2 separate regions of the Oryctolagus cuniculus genome follow, and region 1 is linked to region 2. A link is a contact called in public Hi-C data. All regions are on one chromosome and are shown on one strand. Each heading gives the region's core, a stretch centred on a gene start, on an enhancer-like site or on the middle of the called end of the contact. The rest is flanking DNA. Distances are from core to core; before and after follow the strand shown. Region 1 overlaps CD36 (CD36 molecule (CD36 blood group)). Region 2 holds the start of LOC138848883 (proline-rich protein 19-like).

The links. A called contact is a pair of places that touch in the nucleus more often than the background predicts.
Region 1: a contact with region 2 is called in a Hi-C map of an unstated tissue, with 4 times the contacts expected there. The contact joins the enhancer-like site here to the promoter of LOC138848883 in region 2. A contact is called at or near these places in 2 of 6 Hi-C or Micro-C datasets (psoas muscle and an unstated tissue).

Annotation. Positions count from the first base shown.
Region 1 is chr3:145,396,987-145,403,981 of mOryCun1.1, forward strand. The region is part of intron 3 of CD36 (CD36 molecule (CD36 blood group)); the gene reads left to right. Among named protein-coding and RNA genes, the nearest start is that of GNAT3, 130 kb to the left of the region's middle. Within about 2 kb of position 5,630, at least 3 of the 8 cell types and tissues checked have an H3K27ac peak or open chromatin away from gene starts, as enhancers often do.
Region 2 is chr3:145,273,944-145,280,238 of mOryCun1.1, forward strand. LOC138848883 (proline-rich protein 19-like) reads left to right here and starts at 4,690. Exons shown (of 3, transcript XM_070069888.1): 1 at 4,690-4,736. The coding sequence starts at 4,690. The region is part of intron 1 of CD36 (CD36 molecule (CD36 blood group)); the gene reads left to right.

The sequences.
Region 1 (6,995 bases), core at 4,380-6,879, 120 kb after region 2:
CAAGGCCAAGTTCGAGTTTGCTCTCAGATTTGCTAAAAGTATAACAACCATATACACTTTATCAATTTTTGTCATATAAAGATGCTGGAACTTCTTATTTATGTAAGACTATTTCCTTTTCCTTTAGTTTACAAAACTATTTTTAAAATGAGAGTGGCATATGCATATCTTTGGCAGAGAAGATTCAAATCTGTGAATTACATGTAAACCTAGAGAGTCAAGTGTCTCACTCCCAGCTGAGATGCACTTAGGGTTATGTTGTTATTTTACAAACAAATAAGAATTTCAATGCTGTTGAGTTCTCATATGTTTATTATTGCATCTCACCGAATATTACTTATTATTTTAATTGATAGCAAATTTAGAAAGTGTTATTTTGAAAAAAAAAAAAAGAATTAAAATGCTTCATTGAAAAGATCAGAAAATCATCTAATTTTTAAGGTCAACTCCCTCATACTTTCCAGTTCTAAATGATGACACCCTGTTTGTATCATTTGAAATGTTCTAAAATAGACCAGAAATTTTACTTCTAACTTATTTAGCTTTTGCTGTTTCCTTCAAAGAGGTGGTTACTGAAGATTTTATGCTTGTTATGATTACAGATCAACCCCCCCCCCCCTTTTTTTTTTACTAATTGATTTGTGTGAAGCCAGAGGTTCACACAATCATTCTAGCAGATTAAAAGTCAACAGCATGAGCTGCTATCAATGTGGAAACCACCAAAGCACTTTGGAAAAGGTCAAAGTTCTGCCATCATTTGCCAAAGATAAAGTATTACTTGACATTGTTAATATCACTCAATAAAATGTTTAGTGAACATTGCACAACAAAGGGAATATTAAATAAATATGAATTTAATTTCCCTGTGTTATTGACTATATCATAGCAAAATGAAACTAAAGCTTTTTGGCATATTAAATGAGTATTATTCAGCTATAACATTATTTATTTCTATTATTTCTAACATCATTCAATTTTACTATCATTTATTTTCCCTATCCTTAAATAGGATGGTCCTTTAGTAACTTGTTCCTAAATTTACTTTCAGATAAATTGAAATAATAACAAGTTGCTTATTAAAATGACTAGTCTTCTGAAATAATATTGTATATCTTAATGTAAATTTATTTTTTTTAACTTGGAGAAATTGTTCTGTTTAGGATCAGCTAAGAGCAAATGGGAGTAGGAGGTGTGGAAGATGAAGTATCTTAAGTATGTTTCTGCTTTCTGCTATTTAAGGAATATTTACTTTTTTGTAGAGGGAATGCATATAAAAATGATGACAGCAGAAATAGAAGTGTCATAGGAAAGTACATTCGCTATTGGCACATGACTGGTTCAGGCAGTAGAGACTGTGAAGTAGTTAAAGCAGTGTGGGAAATAAATTATATTAAAGCCAACCCTCGGCCGGCGCCATGGCTCACTAGGCTAATCCTCTGCCTTGTGGCGCTGGCACCCCAGGTTCTAGTCCCGGTTGACCCTCTTCCAGGCCAGCTCTCTGCTGTGGCCCGGGAGTGCAGTGGAGGATGGCCCAAGTGCTTGGGCCCTGCACCCCATGGGAGACCAGGAGAAGCACCTGGCTCCTGCCATCGGATCAGCGCGGTGCGCTGGCCGCAGCACGCTGGCCGCGGTGGCCATTGGAGGGTGAACCAACGGCAAAGGAAGACCTTTCTCTCTGTCTCTCTCTCTCACTGTCCACTCTGCCTGTCAAAAAAAAAAAAAAAACAAAAACAAAAACAAAACAAAACAAAAAACAAAAAAACAAAAAAACAACCCTCTAAATGGTGGACAGTATTTGTATAATACTAAAATCTAAGATATATGAAATACTCATGGTGGGCTTACACTGTTCTAATGCCCACACTTATTCATCCTCTTAGCAACCAAAAGCATAATTGTTAACTTAAACTATATGAAAATACAGCTCAACCCCCGCCCCCCCCCCTTTTTTTTACTAATTGATTTGTGTGAAGCCAGAGGTTCACACAATCATTCTAGCAGATTAAAAGTCGACAGCATGAGCTGCTATCAATGTGGAAACCACCAAAGCACTTTGGAAAAGGTCAAAGTTCTGCCATCATTTGCCAACAATTTTTGACCTTCAAAAATAACTAACTTTGGGCTGGCACTGTGGCATAAACTGCTGTCTGCAGTGCCAATATCCCACATGGGTGCCAATTTGAGTCCCAGCTGCTCCACTTCCTTTTTTTTTTTTTTTAAAATATTTATATATTTACTTTGAAAGTCAGAGTTACGCAGAGAGAGAAGAGGAGGCAGAGAAGGGGAGAGGTCTTCTATCCACTGGTTGACTCCCCAGTTGGCCGCAGTGGCCGGAGACGCACTGATCTGAAGCCAGGAGCCACGAGCTTTCTCCAGGTCTCCCACATGGATGCAGGGGCTTAAGGGCTTGGGCCATCTTCCACTACTTTCCCAGGGCACAGCAGAGGGCTGGATCGAAAGTGGAGCAGCCAGTACTCGAACTGGCGCCCATATGGGATGCCCGCACTGCAGGTGGCAGCTTCACCCACTACGCCAAAGTACCGGCCCCATGCTCCATTTCCAACCCAGCTCCCTGTTAATGTGCCTGGAAAAGGACAGATGATGGCCCACATGCTTGGGCCCCTGCACCAATGTGGGAGATAGAAGAAGCTCCTGCCTCCTGGCTTAGGCCTGGCCCAGCCTTGTTACAGCCATTTGGAGAGTGAACCAGAGGATGGAAGACCTCTATCTCTTTCTCTCTCTGTAATTCTGACTTTCAATTAAATAAATTAAAAAAAAAAAAAACTAACTTCATGTAGTTCTAACTGAAATTATTTTTATCCTCATTTTCTGGGGAAGGAAACTGAGGGACAAATAACCTGCCCAAATTTAAATGGTTATTAAAGTGACCAGACAGGGAATCAAACTCATAGCATTTTATTTCCTTCTATGATTTGAGAGAAGAAGCCATTATATTTTGTTAGGACACCCATACGGCCAAATAGTCCAAACAAAGATCAAAATCTGCTATATATGATTCTGGAAAGTGAAATAGTATGTTTTCTACATTTGTACTCCACCTATCCTACACATAAAAGAATTCCAAGAGTAATACTCCATTGTTATGCTAACGTTGCCAGTCACGTAGAGGAGTGCTAATTTCATGCACAAACAATAATTGCCTGAGTATGTTCTAAAAGACCTGACTGTCCCTGGGCAGCCATTTGGCCTATTGGTGTAGATGCTGCTTAGGATACCTTCGTCCCACACTGCAGTGCCTGCGTTTGAGTTCTGGCCCTGGTGCCTGATGCCAACTTCCTTCTCATGCAGACTTTGGGAGGCAGCAGTGACAGCTCAGGTGGTCGGGTCCCCACCACCGACATGTGAGATGTGGATTGAATCCTTGACTCCAGCGTGGGCCTGACTCAGCCTGGGTGGTGGGAGCATTTGGGGAATGAATCAGAAAATGAGAGTTCTGTCTGGCTAGCATGTTTTCCTTCTCCCTCTCCTTCTTCCTTTCTCTCTCTTTGCTGCCCAGTCTCTCTCTCTGTATCTCAAATAAATAAACTTTTTGTTTTTTGAAAAAGAAGACATGGCTGTTAAAAATAACTTCCACTTTGATTATGGCCTTGTCTAAATAAGGTTGGAGTTGGTGAACTCAAGAGGCTTCCACAGCCTTGGCAGCTCATGACAAGAACCTCGGGTGTTACTGACGCCATAAACGAGAGTGTCAATTGTTAAGTCAACAACAGGAGTCACTGTGCACTTACTCCTCATGTAGGATCTCTGACCTTAATATGTGCTACTATGCAAATTAACAGTAAAACTAGTCTTCGTACAGTACTTTATACTTTGCATGCCTGTGTGGGTGCAAACTGTTGAAATCTTAGTATATACTAAGTTGAGCTTTTGTATATAAAGATAATTAAAAATGAATCTTAATGAAGAATGGGATGGGAGATGGGATGGTTTGTGGGTGGGAGGGTGGTTATGGGGTGAAAAACTGTTATAACCCAAAAGTTGTACTTTGGAAATTTATATTTATTAAATAAAAGTTCTCTTGGGCCAGCGCCACCGCTCACTAGGCTAATCCTCCGCCTAGCGGTGCCGATACACCGGGTTCTAGTCCCGGTTGGGGCGCCGGATTCTGTCCCGGTTGCCCCTCTTCCAGGCCAGCTCTCTGCTGTGGCCAGGGAGTGCAGTGGAGGATGGCCCAAGTGCTTGGGCCCTGCACCCCATGGGAGACCAGGAAAAGCACCTGGCTCCTGGCTCCTGCCATTGGATCAGCGCGGTGCGCCGGCCGCAACGCGCCGGCCGCGGCGGCCATTGGAGGGTGAACCAACGACAAAAGGAAGACCTTTCTCTCTGTCTCTCTCACTGTCCACTCTGCCTGTCAAAAAAAAAAAAAAAAAAAAAAGTTCTCTGAAAAAATAAGCCGATAAGATGGAAGAAAAAAATAACTATCTTGAAACTAGCAAAGTAGAATAGACATTTCAGAGTCTTCAGGTTAGACTTATTTATGAGATTTAGACAATCTGAATACTTAATATCAGGGTTATATGTCGATGTACACATTAGCCAAGTCAGAGGTCTTCAATTATATCTTTTATTCTGTCTTCATAATTATCAGCTTTCTTCAAAATCAGTGAAAGATTTGCAAACTAGGCAATATAGCTCCATTTAAGATCTTTCTCTTTTAAATTAACATGGATGTAAAATCTTTTACTCCTCTTAACGATTAAAGGAACCTCTAACACATTTAGTCTTGTTGTTCAAGTAGCTACTGCACAGTGTTCTAAGACACATAGTAATGTCATCAGAAGAAGAACTGCATTTGTTTTGACCACTATGATATTTTTCCTTTTGTCTCTGAACAAATCCTGGCGTTATGGGAACTGTACAATACTGGAGTGAGAAGTTGTGATATCTCCATTGCGTGCTACACAATCATCACATAACAATGAATCAGACATTTGTTTTTCCTATGAACTCCCCTTTCAACCTCTGAAAATAAGGTGGTGCTAACTCTAAGAGTATATAATTCCATATATCATTTCAATTCATTTTTTCAACATTTCTATTAAAAAAATCTCCAGCAACTAATAAGGCAAAATGATATAAAGGAAAAATGATAATAAGGAAATAATAATAATAAGGAAAAATGATATAAAGGAAAAAAAGGCCTAAAACACTTACAATGTCTTAAATGAATTATACAGTTAAGTACACATTATATATGTCAGACCCTATTGAATTCTGTAGGAATCGGAGTTTTTCTTCAAAGTTGGGGCTGAAATAACATGTGAACTTGGAGAGGCATGTGGTCAATTACAGATACTGCTTTAGGTTCCAAGATCCTTATGGTGTGATAATAATTGCATAATTCCCCTTTTGTAAAGTCTCTTGAAATTGGTAAATTGTTTCCAGCATCAACACTCTCATCAAACATCTTCACCTTTAGAATGGTTATAAGGTTTAATGTGATTTTGCCTTCATTTTGGGCTTGTTGCATGGAAGCAAGCTTTTTGAAGAGCAACTGGAAAGTTTTCCAGAGACAAGTTCTCAAAAAAGCAAGAGATTGCACATTACTTTAGCAGCTCCAGTGTACACAGTGTAAGTGCTTCGCAACGGCGTGGGATTTTGTAATTGCGTTTTAACACCACGCCTGGTAGTTCTCTGAGGAATTCCCTGACACTCAGCATTAAGCAATCGAATATGCTGAAGATACTAAACTTCATTTGGCTTCCACCCAGTATATGCAGAGGGTGACAGACAGGAGAAACAAAGACAGCTGGGACCTGCTGTAACAAAGGACTAGTACGGGGAGAGAGGAGGATTTTCTGAACCCACTGCTCCTTGCCCAGGTCACTCTGGGGCCACCTCCCTGGGTCCTCAGAGCCTCATTGTGCCCTACTGAAAAACAAGATTAGGTTTGATGTCTTTTCCTGACCCATTGTTCTAAGAACTCATGCTTCCAAGAGAAGGAAACAAATAGATCAGCTTGTTCCTGGATCCATGGATCCCCTTAAGCTTGTTTCTGTGAAATGGTTGTCTTCCTTTTCCCCTTGCACAGGTCTCCTACCTGTGCCTGCTTCCCAGGGCACTTAATTGGAAATACTGCTGGCTACAAAATCACCTTTGTTTGCATTGGTTACTATAGCTTCATAGACTTTGTGCTCTGAGAGTCAGCACCTAGGAAAGACACTGGGAGAGCCTCTATGGTGACTCTCTCATTTGGCAAATAATGAAATTGACCCTAAGGGGGTTGGTGACTTTCCACTTGGTCCCAAATCTCCTGAAGCAAAGAACCAGATTTCTAATGGAGGGTTTTTATATGCTATCATCGATGCATTTTCTTCTTGTCTATATTTGGTACAAGACTTTGTGAATTTTAATAGATTTTACCTAAGAAGACATATTCCTATCTCATCTTTTCATTTGCAGAATAGAATGGATTAGACTGTTGTAGTAACGGGTTGCTGCAAATGTATTAGGAGTTGGAGAAACTGTATGGAGCAGGATTCTGAGTGGAGAAGTCAATTTTTTTTTTTTTGTCTAGAAGTATTTATTGTCTTCATTTAATAGATGCTAAGCCATAAGCTTCTGAAATATCCAAGAAAGGAAAAAGTTTCTAATTTTTTTCCTTTAATTTTATGTTCTGCTTAATTAAATAAACTCATTTAGGGGCATAAAAGAAGTTAATGTTCAACTTGAAAAGTTTTTGGAACAATTTGAATACACTTTTAAATTGTCACTGACCATTGCAGTGTTCCCCCAGGGTCACTCTAGAATTTGCAATGGTTTGCTTTAACATCCACAGTCCAGCCTTCAGGGTTACACATAGATGCTTGTCACAAGAGGGTACCTAAAAAGGGTTACAGTCCTAGTACCTCAAAACCATGTCCACTGTGGCCAGTGCTGTGGCATAGTAAGCTGCTGCCTGTGGTGCCAGCGTCTAATACGGATACTGGTTTGCATCCTGGCTGTTTCTCTTCGATCCAGCTCTGCTATGACCT
Region 2 (6,295 bases), core at 3,440-5,939:
CTATTCAGTTCCTTCTCTAACATGGCTGTGTCCAATCTTCATTTACCTGAGGTCGTCAACTTTGGAGATCCTTAAATATAGTTGAATCACCTTTGTAAACAAGTGCAAAAAAAAACTTTATGAAAACACTCTTCAGATTTTTTTTTCCAAAGCATAGCAACAAAAAAGCTCTCCATACAAATTAGTGTTAGGCTTATTTGAGAGACATGCAAAAAAATCACGTGACAGAGATAATTAAATTACAATTCAGAGTTCTATTTAGGATATCAAAGAATTCTGAAACCTTATGCTGATTTACTTCAATTAATCATTCACTCATTATAATATAATTTGTCATAGACAGCTAAGGTTGAAAATGTTAGCCCTTTTCTATCATGTGTTGCTATATTTTTCTATCATAAGTAGTTATGAAATTTGTGCTTAGATATCGTCTGCTGTTCATATATAACTTTCTGAATACTTCCTGCAAGAAACTGTCTTGGATTTTGTTCTCTTATTAGGCAATGCAAGTACAGAGGAGGGCACTTGGACATCGCAGCACTGATACGGATTTCTCAGAGGATTTCTCCTTCTTTGACTTCATCAGTACTTTGCCTGTAGCCTGATTTCTTTAGGGCTTTTGCCTCTTGACATCTCTTGACAACTTGCCAAAAGGAATTTCAAGGCAACCACAGTGTGGAAAGGCACAGTCAGCTGCTTTTGCACTCCTGAGAAAGCCTTTCTGGGTAACAAAGTTTGTTTTTGTTTTTTTTTTTTTTTTTTTTTTTTTTTTTTTTTTTGCTTGAAGTCCCACCTAGGACAATTTGAGAGTGGAAAATTTTGAGATTTCAGCTTTTGCATTTTTTGAAGCCCATTTTGTCTCCCTAAAATTCTACTTCCTACCAAAACCATACCTTCTCTCCTCACCCCTACCTTCTACTCTAGTTCCTGGAGAAAAACTATATGAGTCCAGGACCTTAACCAGAAGATCCATCAAGCAGGGGATGTATTTAACTCAAATTTCTTTTCTTTCTTTTTTTTTTTTTAACTTGGCAGGTTGAGTTATAGACAGTGAAAGAGAGAGACAAAAAGGTCTTCCTTCCGTTGGTTCACTCCCCAAATGGCCGCCACGGCCAGCATTGCACTGATCCGAAGCCAGGAGCCCCTTCCTGGTCTCCCATGGGGTGCAGGGCCCAAGCACTTGCGCTATCCTCCACTGCACTCCCGGAGCACAACAGAGAGCTGGACTGGAAGAGGAGTAACCGGGTACAGAACCCGGCGCACATGTGGGATGCAGGTGCCGCAGGCAGAAGACTAACCGAGTGATCTATGGCGCTGGCTCCATAACTCAAATTTCTTACTTTCCCCTAGTGCCTGAGGCATAAAAGACCCTTAGAAACATATTGATTGACTTTCTGACAACTTTATTGACTAATGTCCATATCAATAAAAATAAATCAGTAAGTATAGCTATTGTTAGATATTTTCCTTGCCTTCCTTTTCCCTTCTTCCCTCTCCTCCTTCCTCCCCTCTTCTTCCTCCTCCTCCTACTTCTTCTACTTCTTCTTCCTCTTCTCCCCCTCCTTATTTATGTTTTAAGATTTGTTTGACAGACAGAGGGAGAGAGGGAGGGACAGAAAGATCTTCCATCAGCTGTTCACTCACCAAATGCCAAAGCCAGGAGCTGGGAGCTCCATCTGGGTCTCCCACAGGGGTGGCAGGAAACCAAGTACATAGTCCAGCATCAGCAACTTCACAGGAAACTGGATTAGAAACAGAATAACCAGGATTTGAACTGGCTCTCCAATATAAGATTCAGCATCCCAAGAAGCAGCTCAGCCCGCTGCATTGCAGTGCACATCCCTCCTCTGTCTCTTTCAAGTTATTTTTAGATTGCAGTCATTATAATTAGCTATTTGCTTATTCTTCATCATATTTTGAATTTTAAAAAATAACTTGACATTACTTTGGTTTATGGCTTACTACCTCTGGTTATTTTACATACCTTAAATCTAAAATAAGTATACAAAACTTAGTGAGCCCAAGTAAATATTTGAAATAAACATTCTTTTTCTTTTTCTTTCTTTTTTTTTTTTTTTGTCTCCTTTTCTTTGTATTTTGAAAATACAAAGCCCAAAGAAAGCACAGTCTGTTCAGGTCAAGGCTATGTGTCTCAGAGAACAGAGTTCACTTCCTTGTTTTTCTTCATCTTTCCCTATGAGGCTTTCCAGAGACAACTTTGGGAACTTGTCATCCTAACAGAGCTTGGGGAGGACAACAGAGCTGTATTTTCCTTTCTGTTTTATACCTGTTCTACAACTTCTATGGATAACAAGAAATGAAGCAGTGCTAACACACTCGTTAGAGGTTCAAAAAAAAAGACAATGAAAAGGAGGCAGAAAATAAAACCTAAATCAATATGAAGAGAATGGGTAAAATGCAAATAAAGAGTATTATAAAGCAAGGTTAATGTATTCTTGATACAAATACCTGAGGAAATACAGACATTTATGTAATATGGGGGAAAATAGAAACTTGGAATTTTATGGTTAGCTGATATTTAGAAATCACATAAAAGCTTACTCAAAAAGCTCTTATATTAGGGATTGGAGACCTGGATTATTTTCTTGAATAAATCAACCATTTGAAGCCCACAACAAAGTTAGAATCTGGGTTTTCCTATTTTAAATAAAGTCAAGGGACTAAAGTTCCTTCATGTGATTAATATAAGCTCTGAGTATAAGGATTCTGGTTTCTTCCCTTTGGTATCTGAAGATGCTACTCAACTAAAATCCGTGTGATAGACCAATATGTACTGAGTACACTGATTAAATAAGACCTAATATTTGGGATAAAACTCCCATGTCAACTAATAAAGATCCAAGTTACAAAAGCTTTATAATATTGGACTTTTTGAATACTTATACATTTTTAGTAATTAAATGAAAACTCATGTAACTATTTATATTTGAATATTTTCAATCTACAAAAACAGCAATTCCATGTTTCAATCTAAAAATCATTGGCAGAGAGCAGATGTTTAGCATGTTGGTTAAGAGTTCTGCCTTTAATATTAGAACACCCATGTAGGATACCCTGCTCTGACTCAGGACTCCAGCTTCCTGCAAATACAGACTCTGGAAGGTAGCAGTGATGGCTCAACTACTTCAGTTCCTGCTGCCCATGTGGGAGACCTTGCTTGAGTTCTTGGTCCCTGATTTCAGCCCTGGTCCAGCCCCAGCATTTGGGCAGTAAACAAGTGGAAAGGAGAGTGTTCTCTTTCTCTCTTTCTTTCTCTCTTGCTCTTTCTGTCTCTCAAATGAATAAATAAAAACATTTTCAAAAAATTCACTTCAATAATGAATAATTCTAATTATATGGGGGAAAATGCCATGGCATGTTGGAAAATATGAACTCTGACAATGGCAAGAGGAATTTTTGTCTTATTTTGTTGGATAGGTTGGCAGAAGACTCATCCTGGGAGCTTGTAAAAGTAGAGATACCTGAATCCCTACCAACTAACATCATGGCCTAGAAAAGAAAACCTAAGCCTTCCTGACATGGAAGGCTCTTGTCTTTTCTGTTCAGTACCACCTCCTGACCAGCTCAGTTTGCTCCATTCCTGAGCATATGTTAGACATCCTTAAGTCCCCTTGCTTTTGCTATTTCTAGTTGAACTTCTACAGCAGTTTGTGAAATTAATAAACTTATCAACCCTCTCCTCATAGATTTATTTGTGTATCCATAATTTGTTTCTCCCCCATTAGCTAGTAAAATCCCCTTTGACAAGACCACAACCCTGGTATTTTTTTTTCTAGCAAATAGAATGTGAGGGACTGGCACTACAGAATAGTGGCTAAAGCCACCGCCTGCAGTGCAGGCATCCCAAATGGGTGCTGGTTTGAGTCCTGGCTGCTCCACTTCTGATGCAGCTCCCTGCTATGTCCTGGGAAAGCAGTGGGAGTTGGCCCAAGTGCTTGGGCCCCTGCACCTGTGTGGGAGACCTGGAAGAAGCTCCTGGCTTTGGATCAATTCAGCTTTAGTGGTTGTGGTCATTTAGGGAGTGAACCAGCAGATTGGAAGACTTCTCTCTCTTTTTCTGCCTCTGACTTTCTGTAACTCTGCCTTTCAAATAAAAATAAATAAAATCCTGAAAAAAAGAAAAAAATAGAATGTGATTAAGAAATATTTGTGATATCCATAACTGAATGGCCTGTGTCCACATTGTTGTAGTGTGAAGACCATGACATCAGTATGAAACATGGATGCTTGTTCCATTCCGAGGGACTGCAGACAGTGACTATGCTAGTTTTACTGGGGCTAGGGGTAGTTACAGGAAGGGCCTCGTTGAGCTGGTGCAGATCTGGTAGGTCTTGCATCTGAAGGCTAAGGATTTTGGCACAGGCGAGGCTGCCTGAGGTTCTTAGCTTCGTCCTCTGCCTCACTTTCTTGCTTTCACTCTCAAAATGGAGCAAATTGTAAGTTATTAGTTTCTCGTTAACTTCTCAAGTTCACTTTGCTACTAGCTGTGCCTTACTAGTGTTCCACAGCTGGATTCAATCTCAATGGGGAGTTCTGTCTTTTTTTATTTCTTTGGCACTGCTGATTTTCTGCTCTGAATGTCTTCTTCTTTAAGGTGAAATCCTATCAGCTCTCCTTAATTCTCTTGGAATTTGTACTCAGTGTAACAGGCAGTAGTCTTTTGGAAACATGCCAGAACCTCTGACCTATAATTTACGACACTGGCTGAATGACATGTAAGGAAACAAATGAACAAACATTTTCTATAATGTCCCCAGAGACTTTCCCCATTAACATCTAATTTTAGATTGTTTCAGTTCCTGCTATTGGAGGTCCTGGCCTCTTCTGAGATACACAGTGCTTTCAAATTTGCAGCAGAAGGCGGTGGACCCATAGGGGACAGAGATCTGTTTTTTATATTCTGCATTTTTAACCTTTCCCTTTTGCAAGTTAATCAGGGCAGGAGGAAATAAACACGTTTTGTATTGACCATTGTACCATGGGAGTGTTATCCTCCTCCATTTCCCCAATGATAGTGGACTTCCAGAGGGCTGCTGTTAAACTGCAAAATTTCAGCAGGTTGTGTCCTAAGAACCACTTGGCAAGTGCTTTTACCAAGCAGAGGACAGAGCCTGCAGGCCAAGTGCTCCTCTAATGCTATTCTTGGGGACTCAGCATTCGGCTTTGGAGTAAGATGGCTTACGTCTAAGAACTATTTGACATTTCACCTACATTATAACCCAGAAGGAGAAAACAATGATGAGAGGAAGGCTTAAGACTTACGGAGCATTTTGGAGTTCTCAGAAACTAGGCTTTGTGCTTCAGAATATCTTCTGAATAATTATGAAGATGTGAAACTAGAAGAGAATTACAAAAAAATCACTATTTTCTGAGCAGTTTCTCCTATTTCATAGGAAAAGAAAGAGCAATACTTTGGCAAATCCATAGAACTGGAGAATTTTAATCCCTTTTTAGACAAATATATGTTTTCTCTGTTATGTGTTAGTTTATATAAAATACAAAAAATGCATAGGAATGAAACAGAAATATTGTGATTTGATTGTTATTTTAACCCTTGTTCATACCCCTGCAAAACTCTGGTCTTTTTTTTTTTTTTTTTTACTCATTGAATATTATGGTTAGTGGTTCCTTAAGCCTATGATTAAAGATTAGATGGAAATTATGTTTTTTAAAATATTAAATAAAATAGGAAAGAAGGGGGGAAATTAAGGTTGGGAGTGAGAGGGAGGGAAGTATGGTTGTTAGAACTGTACTTATGAACACATGAAATTTGTTCTCTTTATGTTCAAAACAATTTTAAAAAGAAAAAATAATACTAAGGTAAAGAAAAACAAAAAAATCATGAAATGCAATTGGTCTATCCTGCTTTTGTTGAAATATAATTGTGTAGGTAGATTAACTTAACTTCCTTTAGAGTTCTGTGGGGAGCAACTGAGACTAGACTAAATTACTGGAACTAGGACTAATTCTATGCATCTGATCTCCCACAATATGGCGCTGAGAGAGAGCAAACAACTTCTACGCAGCTGCCTCGCAATTTGACTAACAAGTGGCAGGAGCTGATCCTGCTCCTGATTGTAGGAGAGCAGCGTGCTCAGTGTGTGGGTAGCAGAGCATGGATTGGTGGAAGAGGACTATAAAGGAGGAGAGAGACAATATGCACCAGGGAACATCTGAGGAACATCTGAGCAGCCCCTGAGAGAGCTGGCTGGCGGGGTGCCGCTCCTCCGCGAAAGTGGGGAAAGCGGCAGGGGTGCTGCCCCTCCGCAAAGGT